Regions from separate parts of the Mus musculus genome. Here all the other regions are linked to region 1. Evidence: chromatin contacts called from public HiChIP or PLAC-seq and promoter capture Hi-C data. All regions are on one chromosome and are shown on one strand. Each heading gives the region's core, a stretch centred on a gene start, on an enhancer-like site or on the middle of the called end of the contact. The rest is flanking DNA. Distances are from core to core; before and after follow the strand shown. Region 1 holds the start of Pmepa1 (prostate transmembrane protein, androgen induced 1). Region 2 holds the start of Cass4 (Cas scaffolding protein family member 4). Region 3 holds the start of Fam209 (family with sequence similarity 209).

Region 1 (4,489 bases), core at 1,161-3,660:
TGGGCGAGCCTCTTATTCCAATGTTGATGGGGGCAAATACCGGTTACCACCAAGAGCTTCAAGCCATCTTGGTTTCAACCAAGATATCATTAGGGCCAATTACCAGTCTGTTCTCTACTTCTCCGAATGAGTTCCAGGGATGGAACTCAGGCTGTCAGACTTGACAGCATCTTGCTGGTACTAGAGCTGATTCAACGAAGGGACAAAATTAAGATTGAAGTCTTTTGTTGTTTTTTCAGAGAAAAGACAAGACCAGAATGTCCAACTGGTCTTTGTCATACAAAGTGAACCTCCACGGGAGGTTTCCTAGGGCATTTCCAGGAGAGAGAAGAGAGGAATCCACAGAGCAGGGTCAGCCTCTCCCCAGACACGTGCAGAAAACTAACATCCTCTAGATGGTAAATTCCCTGAACCTCTCTGATCGTCGCACAGGGGCTCCTGGGAAGCCTTAGGGTTTGGTGCCAAGGAAAGATCACAGACTGATGGCACTGGCTCCTGGCAGGTTTTCTTGACATCTCCTGTCTTGGGGCAGGCAGCAAGGCAGCTGGGGAGAAGTGGGATTCAGTGACGCCAAGGCTTTCAATTTCAATTCCAGACTGGGAGACAGTGAGTCAAATTCGGCACAAGGGCCCCACCACCCAAACCTACTTCCTCTGCTCAGGTGGGGCCCGGTCGTGGGCTATTTTTTACCCTTGATGCTTTACTGTACATGCGGGGTGCTGGGGCGGGGGTGCAAACTGTGGCAGCTGCCTGCAGAAAGCAGCTTATGAGTCACCTAGCGACTGCCCAGGTCTGTGGCAGTTGCCCCTGGGCTCCACAGAGGACCGCTGTCTGGGTTAGGGGGAGGCTGTGTACCCTTTTGCCCTAAGTGCTTTGGGGTAAGATAGAGAAACTAAACAGAAAGGCAAAAGGTACCCCCTCCTCCCCAAAAATGTGGGTTAGGGGAGGAGCGCAGATTAGAGGCAGATGGTAGGGAATGAGGTTTCAATTCTCCACCCAACCCAACAGCCACCTGGGTGGGCCACACAAGGAAGTAGATGTTCGCTGATCTCAACTTCTGGAGGTGCAGGATGGGGTTCAAACGGGGCACTCACCACCCTGAGTCTACCACCTCCAAGGAGGTCTCAACACAAACAGCCCCAAAACTTTGACTCATTTGTAACCACCGTCCCAGCCAGAGTGAGCCAAGCAGTCCAGACAGAGGCTATTTATAGGAGTCCGGGACAGACATTCACAATGACACACACTGGGGATCCGCGGTGGGCTAGACGCGCCAGCGCTGAGCCCTGGATTCAGACACCTGAACACAAACGGTCCTTAAATCTGGCTGGATCCAGATCATATCCCCAACCCCCGCCACGAGCACACAGCAAATCAGTCACACTGAGATGCAGGAACACTCGGACACGCACTCGGCCGGCACAGACCGCGACTCTGAACCACAGACACCAAAAGACGCGCGGAGACTCAGACAGACAGACTAGCGCACTCTACATACGCACGGAAACCCGGGACGCATCGCCATGGCCACTCCAGACACACGCCAGGAGCCCCAGACACCTCCCGGGCCAGACAGTGTCTCCCCCGCCCGCTCCCCCGCCCAAAGTTGATAAAGAGCCTAATTGCTCCATCGCCGCGGCCCCTAGGGAAAACGGAATGGAAACTTCCCCGACCCGGCTCCCCTGGCCCTCCCAAGAGGCGCGACGTCCCCGCCGAGCCCCGGGTCCGAGTCGGGCCGGGCGGGGCGCGCGCGGCGGGGACCGTGCCAGGCTCGCAGCGCCGCGGGACAAAGCCGGGCCGGCCGCCAGCTGCCGCGAGCCTCCGGGAGGGCGCGCCCCGGGCGCGGCGAGCGCAACCGGGGAGCCTGGGCGAGGCAGGCGCGCGGCCCCCGAGTCCCCACGCGATCCCGATGTCCCGGGCCGGGGATCCCACGGGGCTGTCCCGGGGGGAACAGGGCACACTCACTGATCTCCATGCTGGGGAACAAAGAGCGCTGGCAGTTGCACGCGCAGGAGACATTGGGCTGCCCGGCGGCGGCGGCGGCGGTGCCGTTGACCCCCATCAAGCGGTCACGGGCGGCGCGGGGCGCGAGGCGCGGGGCGCGGGGGCGGCTCCGGCCGGCGCGCGGGGCTCGGGCCCCGCATACAGCGAGCAGCGCGGCGCGGGCTCGGGGCGCCGCCGAGGTCCCCGAGGCGAGCTGGGTCCCCCGGCCGCCGAGCGGGAGCCCCGGGGCGGCGGGCCGTGGCCGCGGGCGGCGTGCGGGGCACGGGCGGGCGGCCGGGGCACGGGGCCGCCGGGCTCAGCCTGCGCGCCGGCCGATCCGCAGCTGAGCGCCGCCGCCCGCTCCTCATTCAAGTCCAAGGAGATCGGGTTGCGCCGCGCGCCCGCGGTCGGAGGCAGGCAGACGGTCTGACGTCAGCGCTAGACGGGGCTGCCGGTTCCCACCGCGCGGGGGCCGCGGAGGGGGCGCGCGCTGCGCCAATCCCCGCCGACGGCCCCCGCACCCTCCTCGGCCCGGGGGGCGGGCCCGTCGCTCGCGGGGCGGGCTCTTAAAGGGCCCGAGCCTAGCGTCCATGTAGACCGGTCGCCGGCGCTGCGTAGACCCAGCGCCCTCGAGACTCCGCAGGCCCGGTCCGCGGGAGCCCCCGTGCCTGCGGCGGTCACAACACAGAACAAGAATCAAGACGAAAAGTTAAGGTGTTCTCCTCTCCAACTCCTGCCCCTGGGGCCCTCCACCCAGGCTTTTGGGGGCACCCGAAGACTATAAGGTTTCTGGGGCGCCTTGGAAGAGTTTAATGCATGGAGATCAGAGCATGGAGGGTCTGGAGTAAAGACCCATCCATAGCTGTATTTCTCAGGAGACTGAGAATTAGTCTGAGCCCCTCCGCAACCCCCAACCCCGCGCGGCTCTTTAACTGGGCCTTTTGGATAGACTGGAATTTCTGTAGACACGCCCCGAGAAGCGCCCCCTGGTCCTTGCCTTGTAAATTAGTGCCCGGGACTGGGGGTGAGAGTGTGTGTGTGTGTGTGTGTGTGTGTGTGTGTTACTATTATGGGACACCCAAGCAGTTACACACCCTCACCCTCTATCTGCCGCCCCAAGGGCCACCGACTGGGTTGTGTGGCTCAGAGTGTAAAAGGGGGTCAAGGGAGGGTGCTTTTTGTTCATTAAGTTTTAATTAATTACTGGAGAGCTATGGGAACCCGTGCTCTGGCTTCAAAGATATTAAACTGTTACATAAGAGGCCTCCCATCCCTAGCGCAAAGCCAGCCTCAAATATGAAGTACGCCTCCTTGACCCATTCCTAAACTTTCAGTCGCCTGGCGTGCCTACTGTGTGCCAGAAGCACACCAGATAGTAATGTCTCCCATAGCAACTTGGGGAGACAAATTATTATTTGGCTTCATTTTACAGCCAGAGAAAGTGTTCGGTTCAGCTAAGCACAGCGGTGAAGGCTCAGGAAGACGGAGCCTAAGTTCTGCACAGCCTGATGGAGTACCTGTCCCTGCCCACGAGGGATCCAAGGACTTTAAGGGGCTGTGTCCCTTGTCATTAAAGAAGGGGAAAGCTTTCACAGGTTTTTGTTATTTATTTTTAATAGACTGGTGAATAGGTGAAGCTGAGAGAATAGTTTTCAGAGCAGCCCAGGAAGTGGGTTCCTCTGCCTAACCTTCCGTGACCTTCCTGGAGGAGCCACCGCGGAGCCCAGTGTCCTCCCAGAGGGAGGTTCCAAGGTGCTTAGTCCATTTGTTTGAAATAGCAGCTCAATCTTGCTTTTTGTTTTTAATATTTATTTTTTTATATATGTATGAATGCTTTGCCTGTGCGTGTCTATGCGACGTGTGTGTCCTTTATGTCAAAGGCCAGAAGGCCATTGATCGATCCTCTGGGAACTGGAGTTACAGATGGTTGTGAGCCACCGTGAGGGTGCTGGAAACTGAACCCAGGTCCTCTGGAAGAACAGTAAAGTACTGTTAAGGGTTGAGCCATTGCTCCAGCTATAAGCTCAGTCTTAAAGCCAGGACAGGGCAGGGGATTCATTTGTTCTTGTTCTAACGCAGGTGGCAACTGTGTCTCTTCCCCACGAGTGCGGGGCCCCAGCCTCACAGTCTTTCAAGATTGGCTAGTTTTAAATGGATCTTGGCAAAGGAAAGGAAGGCTCAGCTGCATCAGGACTGTTCAGTTCTGGGAAGGGGTTGGCGGGATGCTTTGCAAAATCAAAAGGTGGGGGAGATTTACAAAAACATTTTGTAAGTTGGAGGAATTTAAAGGTTTGAATTCCTTTGCATAAAAGTTCCTACAAGGTAGGTGTGTGTGTGTGATTTTGGTTGGGGGTAGGGGGTGTTGTGGAATACTGGCCCCTAGCAGGTTACCCTTTATGGAAAAATATTTTAAAACCATCCCCCCCCCACCCCCATGGGGCCAATAGAGATTGCTATGGCTACAGTCTTCTTCCAGCAATCCGTTCTGCTATTCTATCAACAAACT
Region 2 (4,489 bases), core at 636-3,135, 880 kb before region 1:
GCCAGTAATATTACACACAGAAACTCTGTCTCAAAGAAAGAAAAAAAAAAAAACAAAAACAAGAAATAAGAAATAAAGAAAGGGAAGAAAGAAGGAAGGAAGGAGGAAAGAAGGAAGGAAGCAGGCATGAGGGGATCACTTCAGTAAATATCTGGACTTAAGGTCAGTGGCATAGCAGCTGAAAAGATGCTCAACACCGTCTGTAACTGCAGTTCCAGAGACTCTGACGCCTTCGTCAGGCATCTGTGGACATTGCCTGCACATTTACAGACATATGGGCAAAACACCACACACGTTTTTTTAAAAACTGGATGACTGATGGAGAGTGGCCTGCTACCAGGGATGCCTGGCTCGGTGAGCGAGAGCACGCCTTCTGATCTGTCCCTGTGCAGAGCAGTGGGCTGAAGCTCTTATGATTCACAACTCCTCTCTGCAGCTACAGCGTTTCCTAAAATGGAGCTCGCACTGCCTCTGATCTGACGCACCCCACCCTTTTCAGAATGTGTCTCTCTTGTGAAAAGCCTTCTGGAAATTACTACTTCTTCCCTGTGGACTTTGGCAGGGAGCATGTGGCTGACAGCTACTTCTATTTGCTAAGACAGATTCACACCGTAGTCCAGACTGGCCTAGAACTCTGAGGTGGCCCAGAACAGCCTTAAAGTCGCAGCTGTTCTCCTGTCTCAGCACTGTAGATGTGGGGGTGGGAGCATGCCCGGTTCTACATTTGTCTAGAGCCTGTTCATCCTGTCTAGTCATTGTCACCCCCTTTCGCTACTGTCGCCTGCAGATTGCTGATCACTGGTTCCTTAAAGACCATTTAAAATAGAGACAGCATTCTATCTGTTTGCTTGTTTTGATTGCATTTATTTTATCTGGGGAGGGAAGTATGCACACGAGTGGCAGTATGCATGCAGAGGTCAGAAAGACAGCTTGCAGGAGTCCTCTTCTCCCACCGTGTAATTCCAATAACTCCAACAAGTTTTCAGCTTAGCAGCTGACAGCTTCACCCACTGAACCATCTCACTGGTTCAATTTTTTTAAATTTACTTTTTTTTTCCACTTTGAGTTCGGGGCTGGCCCCAAACTTACTTTGTAAGTCAGGCTATCATTAAACTCACTGAGATTAGCCAGCCTCTGCTTTCTGGGAGTGCTGGTATCAAAGGAGAGTGCCACCGTGGTCTGGCTATGGCATGCTTTTTAAATCTCACACCTGGGAGGCAAAAATAGGTGGGTCTTGGTGAGTTTAAGGCCAGCCTGGTCTACAGATCGAATCCCAGGGGAGCTGGGAGGAGCTGCTTAGAAGAGGGGACCCTTATGCTGAAATGAAATGAAGCCTAAGCTAGTTTTGGGTTTTTGTTTTGTTTTCTTATTTGTTTGTTTGGTTTTTTTGGGGTTGTTTGTTTGTTTGTTTGTTTTTGGTTTTGGTTTTGTTTGTTTTTTGGTTTTTTTTTTTTTGTACTCCGTGGCTCCTCTCTGGATATTGGGTCTGAGTTGAGGGAAACTTTAAACTTGGGAAGTCGTGAGGACTCCACTTCATGAGTTCAGAGCACTCGCTTGACACAAAGAGCCAAGTGTGGGGCAGTATCTGGTGCTCTCAGCAGCGCCCGCTAAAATATAACCACGGAGAATTGGAGTGAAGGTGTAGAAAACGTGGGGTTCAGAGCAGGGCAGTTTACTCCTGTTACCCCAGCTGTCACACCGCAGGGGACAGGAAGGAAGACATGCTGACCCTCAGCGGAAGTCCAGCAGCTTTGCTTCATCATGGAAATGTGTTGCCTCGCTGGGTGGGAATTGTTCCATTAGTCTTCAAGGGACAAGAATGCGGTGTGATCCTACGCTGGGCTGCTCAAAGTAGGAACTTCACCTTGTAAAGCAGAAGGGTGGGTTTTTTTTTTTTTTTTTTTTTCTCCTTCTTCTTCTTTTGTGGTTTCACACAGCAAAGGAGTGTCAGCCTCCACTTACCATGAAGTGGGACAGCAGGCATGGAGGCGTGGGTGTGGCCTGAAGCTCTGGCCCCGCCTCCCCCGTTCCTTTCATTTGACTCTCTTTACTTGAAAGAATCATCTCGACTGTTTCCATGTGTTGGCAAACAGTTCCATAGAATCCAGCTCCTGGGAACCAGCCAGCAGCATGCAGTGATATTGCATCATTGGTCCCTGGAACCAGATATATCAGCGGCAGAACTCCGAGGACCCTGCTCACATCACAGCCATGAGAGGCACCAGCATCAGAGAGGGTGCGCCCAAGGTGAGTGACTGATTGGGGCTGAGTGCATGAGAGCAACAGTTGACTCAACTGTTTTTATCTTTGGGTCTCTAATGAACACGAAGGGTAGGTTATTAGTGGCAGGCAGGTTTGGAATGAGAAAGCTTTGCTCTTTACCAGTTGTTGGTTTCAAGATGACTGGAAATGATGGGGTGAAATCGGCAGGAGGCAGACAGCCCAAGCCCCCACTGTGTGTCTCTTCACCACTCAGCAAACTTCTTAAACATTCTCTCTTTCTCTGCATCCTGAAGGTGCTTAGTGTGGCTCTCAAGGATTCTGACTGGCTTGGGGCACTCACTTCTCTTGAATAGAGAGAGCTTAGACCTTGGCTCTACTCTTGCTAACTCCAATAAGGACACCCATGAACTGCCTTCGTGTTCCTTTGGGCGCTGGGGACTGGAACTCTGGTACAAACTGCAAGTCTGGGCCAGGAACCAAGAGACGGTCCTATAGCATATGTATAGCATGGCACACTGCTAACCCAAGAAGGGCACTGGAGCCTGAGATGTGACGATGGTACTTGCAATACAGGCATAAGGACCTGAATTCAGTACCCAGTACCCACATAAAAAAACAAAAAACAAAAAACAAAAACAAACAAAAAAAACAGGCATGAAAGCGTGTACCTGTAACCCCAGAGACGGCAAGGAGGTGACAGCAAGGTCCCTGTAGTTCTCTGGCCAGCATCCCTAAGACAAGCAACTCCAACTCCACACACACACACACACACACACACACACACACACACACACACACACACAAATAAAGTGGGTGGGTGATGGAGAAGGACATTGTGACATCAACTTTTGGGTTTCACACACCCATACTGTATGCGGGGGCTTGGGGAGAAGGAGGAGAGATCACAAGGAAAGTGAAGCTCACAGTCGTTGCTTTTCTGTCCCCTCCTATTCTTTCAAAATGTGATAGAATGGTAGATACAAAAGAGCCATGAAACAGTTGCTAAATGGGAGGCTGCTTGCCGGAATTAAATGTTGCTTGTCATTGTGATAGTAACAAGTGTTGGGCGTGGGATCCAGGGCTGGGGTCTGTGGCGACTCCTTGTTTAGATGACTTGTAAATATCTGAGTTGAGAATCTTGCCCCACAAAGCGCTGGGGAAGTGAGTAGTTGAGCCAGCCCCACTAAATCTTTCATCCAAAGGCATCCCCGCAGTTCCGGGCAGTCTGTCTCTCCGGCAGTCTGTCTCTCCGGCATACGGCCTCTGTCTGTACATCGACTGATGCTACAGCTCTGCTCACTGTTGCTGTTCAGCTTCGTGAAAATAAATAGCCAGCCCTGCACTCCTCCCTCCTGGGCTGGGGATGTTGTTCCGTTGGCAGAGCACTTGTCTCACAGGCACAAAAGCCCGGGTTTTGTCCCCAGCATGGGCTACACAGGCCTGTAACCCAAGATGATGGGGAATTCAAGGCATCCTCAGCCAGGGCCATCAACAACAGCAGGACATGCTTCATTCCTGTGCGTTTGACCTGTATCCTTACCTTCACATAGGTATTATGAGCCCATTTGAACGTCAGAACAGTCTCCAAAAACACCCTTGGGTCTGTTTGTCCAGTTCAAGGCTTCATCTCAAGGTCACACTCTTTGCCAGGTCTTGTCCTTAATCTGGAATAACCCATTTCCTATTTGTCTCTCACAACTTTGTCGGCTCTGTTTGTTTTGTTTCTGCTGAGATGCTTTTAAGATCTGAAACTTGGCACCACTCATTTCTGCACGTTTTATATGTCATAGTATAATCTGTAAGCGCATATGTATTGTCCGGGCAATGATGCACAGCCCGCTTGTCTGTTTGGTGCAAGGCCCAATAACTAACCGTCACTCACTGCGTGTGCACCAGGTGCTCCATGGAGCACCCAACTAGTCCTCACTCCCTTAGTGTGTGGACTCCGTTTGCAGCCTTCCCATGAGACAGGTCTTCTCAGCCTCATCTTGCATATGAAGAAACCCCCCCGACCCCCATGGGCAATCAGCGGCCCTGCCTAAGCAGAGCAAGAAGAAGACATCTGGCTACCCCCCCCCCGCCCCCCACTGTGGTCTCACCATAGCCATGGGGTCAGTGAACTGCATCAACAAAGAGCCATCTCATGCTGGAGGGGGGAGGGAGAGGAAGAGGGGCGTGGCTTGGACTTTCAGCTCCAGGGAGGCTGGAGGCAGGGGTTGGGGTGTGAGGGGTGTTGCTGCCACTTCAAGGCCAGCTTGAGCCACAT
Region 3 (4,489 bases), core at 858-3,357, 800 kb before region 1:
TCAATACAGTGAAAACTACTTTAGAGGTATTTTTTGATGTTGTTAAATTCTCATAACGGTTACTTTATTTTGGTAGTTTTCTTTTAATCAAAAGAGAACTTTATTGAGGATGAAAACAGTGTAAAACTCAAAGCTACTCTGTCATTGAATTAGCACACCACCATTTCTCTTATCCTATTTTTACAAAGAAAACTTAGCCCTTGTTTTTTTTTTTTTTTTTTTTTTTTTTATTTATTTATTTATTATATGTAAGTACACTGTAGCTGTCTTCAGACACTCCAGAAGAGGGAGTCAGATCTCGTTACGGATGGTTGTGAGCCACCATGTGGTTGCTGGGATTTGAACTCCTGACCTTCGGAAGAGCAGTCGGGTGCTCTTACCCGCTGAGCCATCTCACCAGCCCAAACTTAGCCCTTGTAAGCCATATTTTATTAATTACAACCTTTAAATGTTTAATTTTTTTAAAGATTTATTTATTTTTCTTCTCTTTCTTTTTTTTTTTTTGGTTTTTTTGAGACAGGGTTTCTCTGTATAGCCCTGGCTGTCCTAGAACTCACTTTGTAGACCAGGCTGGCCTCAAACTCAGAGATCCACCTGCCTCTGCCTCCCGAGTGCTGGGATTAAAGGTGTGCGCCACCACCGCCTAGCACTTACTTATATGAGTACACTGTAGCTGTCTTGAGACACACCAGAAGAGGGCATCGGGTCCCATTTCAGATGGTTGTAAGCCACCATGTGCTTGCTGGGAATCGAACTCAGGACCTCTGGAAGAACATTCAGTGCTCTTAACCTCTGAGCCATCTCCAGCCCCTTGATGATTTAAAAAAAAAAAAAAAAAAAAAGAATACTTTCACATTTCTCAACCTTAAAACTTCGATATCAGGCTGGCGAGATGGCTCAGCGGATGGCTACCGAATGCCAGATCTGACTTCAAAAGCAGTACCTACAGACATGGATACCTAGCCCAGCAATACCTTCACCATGGGAATTTTCACGATCTTGCTCAGGGCCTGCCAAGGATGACCCTCCAAACAGACTGCACTGCACCCCTGGCCACAGCCAGAAGCACCAGGGCCGCCTGCTTCTCTAGTGAGCGTCTGTAGCTGTCTAGATGTCAGGGCTCGTTTCTGATCCAGCAGGAGGCCTGTGCCAGCATCTGGTAGGAGGCCCACAGAAACCGATGCTCTGCCCTAGGGGAACGCCCTGCTGCCCACTGGCCCCTGGACACAGGAGTCTGTAGAAGCCACGCTAAGCTCAGAGTGTAACACATTTGGAGGCAGTGTGAGTGTTAGCAGAAAGTCATTTCTCAGGTCATTTCTCAAGATCCCTGCAGTGAGCTACGAGGGACAAGCGTGGGCCTTAATGCTGCATGAGTAGTGCGTGTGTGTGTGTGTTGTGTGGTAGGTGTGTATGTTGTGTGTGCACAGGTGCATATGTGAGCATGTGGAGACCAGAAGTCAACCTTCAGTATTATTCCTGAGACACTGTGCATCTTGTGTTTTGAGATGGTCTCACTGGCCCAGAACCCAACAAGTACTTGGGCTGGGTAGCCAGCAAGTGCACGTTCAGGCTGTCCCGGCCTCCCCAGCTCTGTGACTACAAGTGCCCACCACAACTAGCTTTTTAATGCATGTGCTGGGGACTAAATTCAGGCCCCTATGCTTGCATTCAGACACTATCTACTGAGCCATCTTCCCGGCTCCTTGGGTGACAGTCCCCACAACCCTTAGATGGTAGTGTAGGCCAAAGGAAAGAAATCCATGAGCCCCAGTGAGTGGCCTGTGGCTGGTAACCTTGTTTCTCGATCTACCCCTGTTGGGACACCTTGTACCTGTATCTTACCACTGTCTGGATCAAATAAGTGAAACCAGAAACAGACGATGGCCTCTCCTTAGAGGGTGCCAAGCTCAGAGCATTCCAGCAAGGAAACAGCATCCTCTCTTCTCGTCCCTGGAAGTCCTACCAGGCAGGCTACTCACGGTGAGTGAGCCTCAGGCTTCTTAAGCTAAAGGCATCACAATGACTGGAGCTGTTGGCTCAGGGCCCTCTGTGACATCACGAGCCCCCAACACTAGCCCATCAGTGTCTCTGGCACCACGGCAGGCAGCCCCACCATGTGTAGCTCCCTGGGCCAGCTCTGCTCACCATGCGGACGCTGCTGAGATGGTGCCTGTTCTTGTCTCTGTGCGTCTCTTGTGCCTGTGCCTTCATGTTTTCTTCGATGAGGGAGAAAACCAAGGAAAGCCCAGGGAAGGTGCCTTGCGGCGGACACTTCCGGATTAGACAGAATCTTCCAGAGAATGCCCAAGGCTGGCTTGGGAACAAATGGCTCTGGCTTTTTGTTGCCATTATGATATATGTGATGCTGAAGTTTCGAGGAGATGGCGAGAATAAGGTAAGGATGTCCTTGGTCACACCACAACCATTCATTCGCTCTCAGAAACCCAGGTTAGGTTCCTACAAGTAGGACCACTAGTGTCTGACCTTGAACTTTGGCCAGAAAGCCCTATGATGATAGCTAGGTGAAGTTGCTTCCTCTGAGGATGAGATGGTTTGAGATGGGTTCCTAAACAGCTCATGGTTTTCCTGTGAAGTAAGCTTTGATTATTTTCCCCGACTTGAGAGTAGACTCTGGAGCTCACGGTGTGTTCTGTGGTGTCAGACCTGCTCACAGGGCCAGGCTCACACACTCCAGGCGAGGTGAGCTCTTATTTCCCTTGCTTTTGACTCACTGAAAATGTCTGAGCCAAAGGAAGTTTCATCTCGAGTAAAGTTTGAGGCCTCTACTCAAGAGTCACTACGGGTGTCCCCCACAGTGGCTTGGAGCTCTTCGGGGATTGGAGGGACAGAGGTTCAGTCTAAGATAAACCCAGCATTTCAAGACACTGTGGCCAGGGTCTGGGAGATGCCTCAGTTAGAAAAATGCAGCCTTGGGGACTTAAGTTCTATCCATAGCACCCAGATCAAAGTCAGGCCTGGTGGCGCCCCTGTCCCTGGAGAGCTGGCATACCCCTGTCCCTGGAGAGCTGGGGAGGGAGGCTTAGGAGGACCTTGTTAGACAGCCAGTCTAGCAGAATTCTGGAGTCCCAGCTTCAGTGAGAGACCTTGCTTGCCTCGGGAAATATGGTGAAGTGGTGAGGAAGACAACCACTATCTATCAACCTCCACACACATATTCTGGCTAGAGCAAAGGCGGCCAAGCTGCCTGTAAAGGCTCAAGTGGGAGTCATTTTCAGCTCTACAGGCCATAGAGTCTCTGTGGCAGCTCCTTCCTCCCTTTCTGTCATTTGAGCCTGAGAACAGGCCCAGCTAGTAACAGAGCTTGGCTGTGTGCCAATAAAACTTTATTTACGAAATCAAGTCGCGGGCCAATTTGGTCACAGTTAAAACCAACAACATCCAGACTAGGTTTGTTATTGTGTCCCCTCTTGGCTGAGTCTAACTTTTGGAACTGCGTAGGAACTAGTGAGGCCACTGGAATACTTCACCCGGAATCTCTCTCTCGACAGGAGCAGCATCCTCCTGGCCTCCGAGGCTGCCAGCTCCGCTCTCCACCAAAGAAAGCTCAAAATATTTCCCCCAGCAAAGACTTCACTTTCAATACTTTAACCCAGCTCGAGATGGAATTGGTGAAATTTGTGTCCAAGGTGCGGAACCTTAAGGTCTCCATGGCAACTAACAGTAACTCCAGGCAGCAGGTTCCAGAGAGCCCCACGAACCTGTACAATAATGTCACAATATATGAGATATGGGGGGAGGAGGACTCTGAGTGAAGAGGTTTATAGTAAAGTATAAGAAAAGACAAGTATTGACAGACAGTATCCGAACTAATAAAGACTATTCTGAAGAAGAAAGAGTCCCCCACGTGAGCTCTTTCTCCCCTCCACAACCCCTCTTGTTTGTTTGTTTGTTTGTTTGTTTGTTTGTTTTTAACTGGAGTTTAAAATGCCAAGTCCCAGTAGACTTGGAAGTACAGGCACGCACAGATCACTGATCTGAGCACAGGTCGCTGGTCCTGGGAATCTGCCAGGCTCCAGAATGTGGAGGCAGGCGCTGACATTTTCCTGGACACTCTTGGTTTCTATATACTATCTATATACTATCATATCAGATTCGAATGACTAATTTCATCCCAAAGTCAAACTTCATGGGTTTAAAATGACAGTGACTCCGTCAAGAGAGGTAGTTCTGGAACCTTCTGCTTCCCCTGCAACCAGGAGAATCTTTATTCATTCCATCCTACAGGCCTTCTGCAGCATTACAAACTTTTTTTTTCTAGTAAACTGGCAATTACATGTGGACTTTTAGAGTACAGAAACAGCGGGTTTTATCTGTTCCAGTCTGTGGTTCCAGAATTGGAGACAGTTAGTGCACAGGGACTCAATAGGGAGGAGGGGAGGAGATAACTTCTATGGCTTTGGGTTTAAGATACTGATGAACTAAACAAGGACTCTCGAGTTAGTCTTTTTAAAATGTATTTTTAAAATAT

The links. Promoter capture Hi-C pulls out the DNA fragments that hold promoters and counts their contacts. HiChIP or PLAC-seq counts read pairs in DNA pulled down with a chosen protein or histone mark.
Region 2: a contact with region 1 is called in an H3K27ac HiChIP or PLAC-seq map of microglia, with 6 times the contacts expected there. The contact joins the promoter of Cass4 here to the promoter of Pmepa1 in region 1. A contact is called at or near these places in 1 of 39 promoter capture datasets (pre-B cells) and 1 of 115 datasets of contacts at active chromatin or transcription factors (microglia).
Region 3: a contact with region 1 is called in a promoter capture Hi-C map of pre-B cells. The contact joins the promoter of Fam209 here to the promoter of Pmepa1 in region 1. A contact is called at or near these places in 2 of 39 promoter capture datasets (hippocampal neurons and pre-B cells).

Annotation. Positions count from the first base shown.
Region 1 is chr2:173,274,123-173,278,611 of GRCm38.p6, forward strand. It overlaps Pmepa1 (prostate transmembrane protein, androgen induced 1), which reads right to left and starts at 2,411. Exons shown (of 4, transcript NM_022995.3): 1 at 1,966-2,411. The coding sequence starts at 2,062.
Region 2 is chr2:172,391,759-172,396,247 of GRCm38.p6, forward strand. Cass4 (Cas scaffolding protein family member 4) reads left to right here and starts at 1,886. Exons shown (of 7, transcript NM_001080820.3): 1 at 1,886-2,247. The coding sequence starts at 2,212.
Region 3 is chr2:172,470,447-172,474,935 of GRCm38.p6, forward strand. It overlaps Fam209 (family with sequence similarity 209), which reads left to right and starts at 2,108. Exons shown (of 2, transcript NM_029608.1): 1 at 2,108-2,395; 2 at 3,510-3,870. The coding sequence starts at 2,147. The coding sequence ends at 3,773.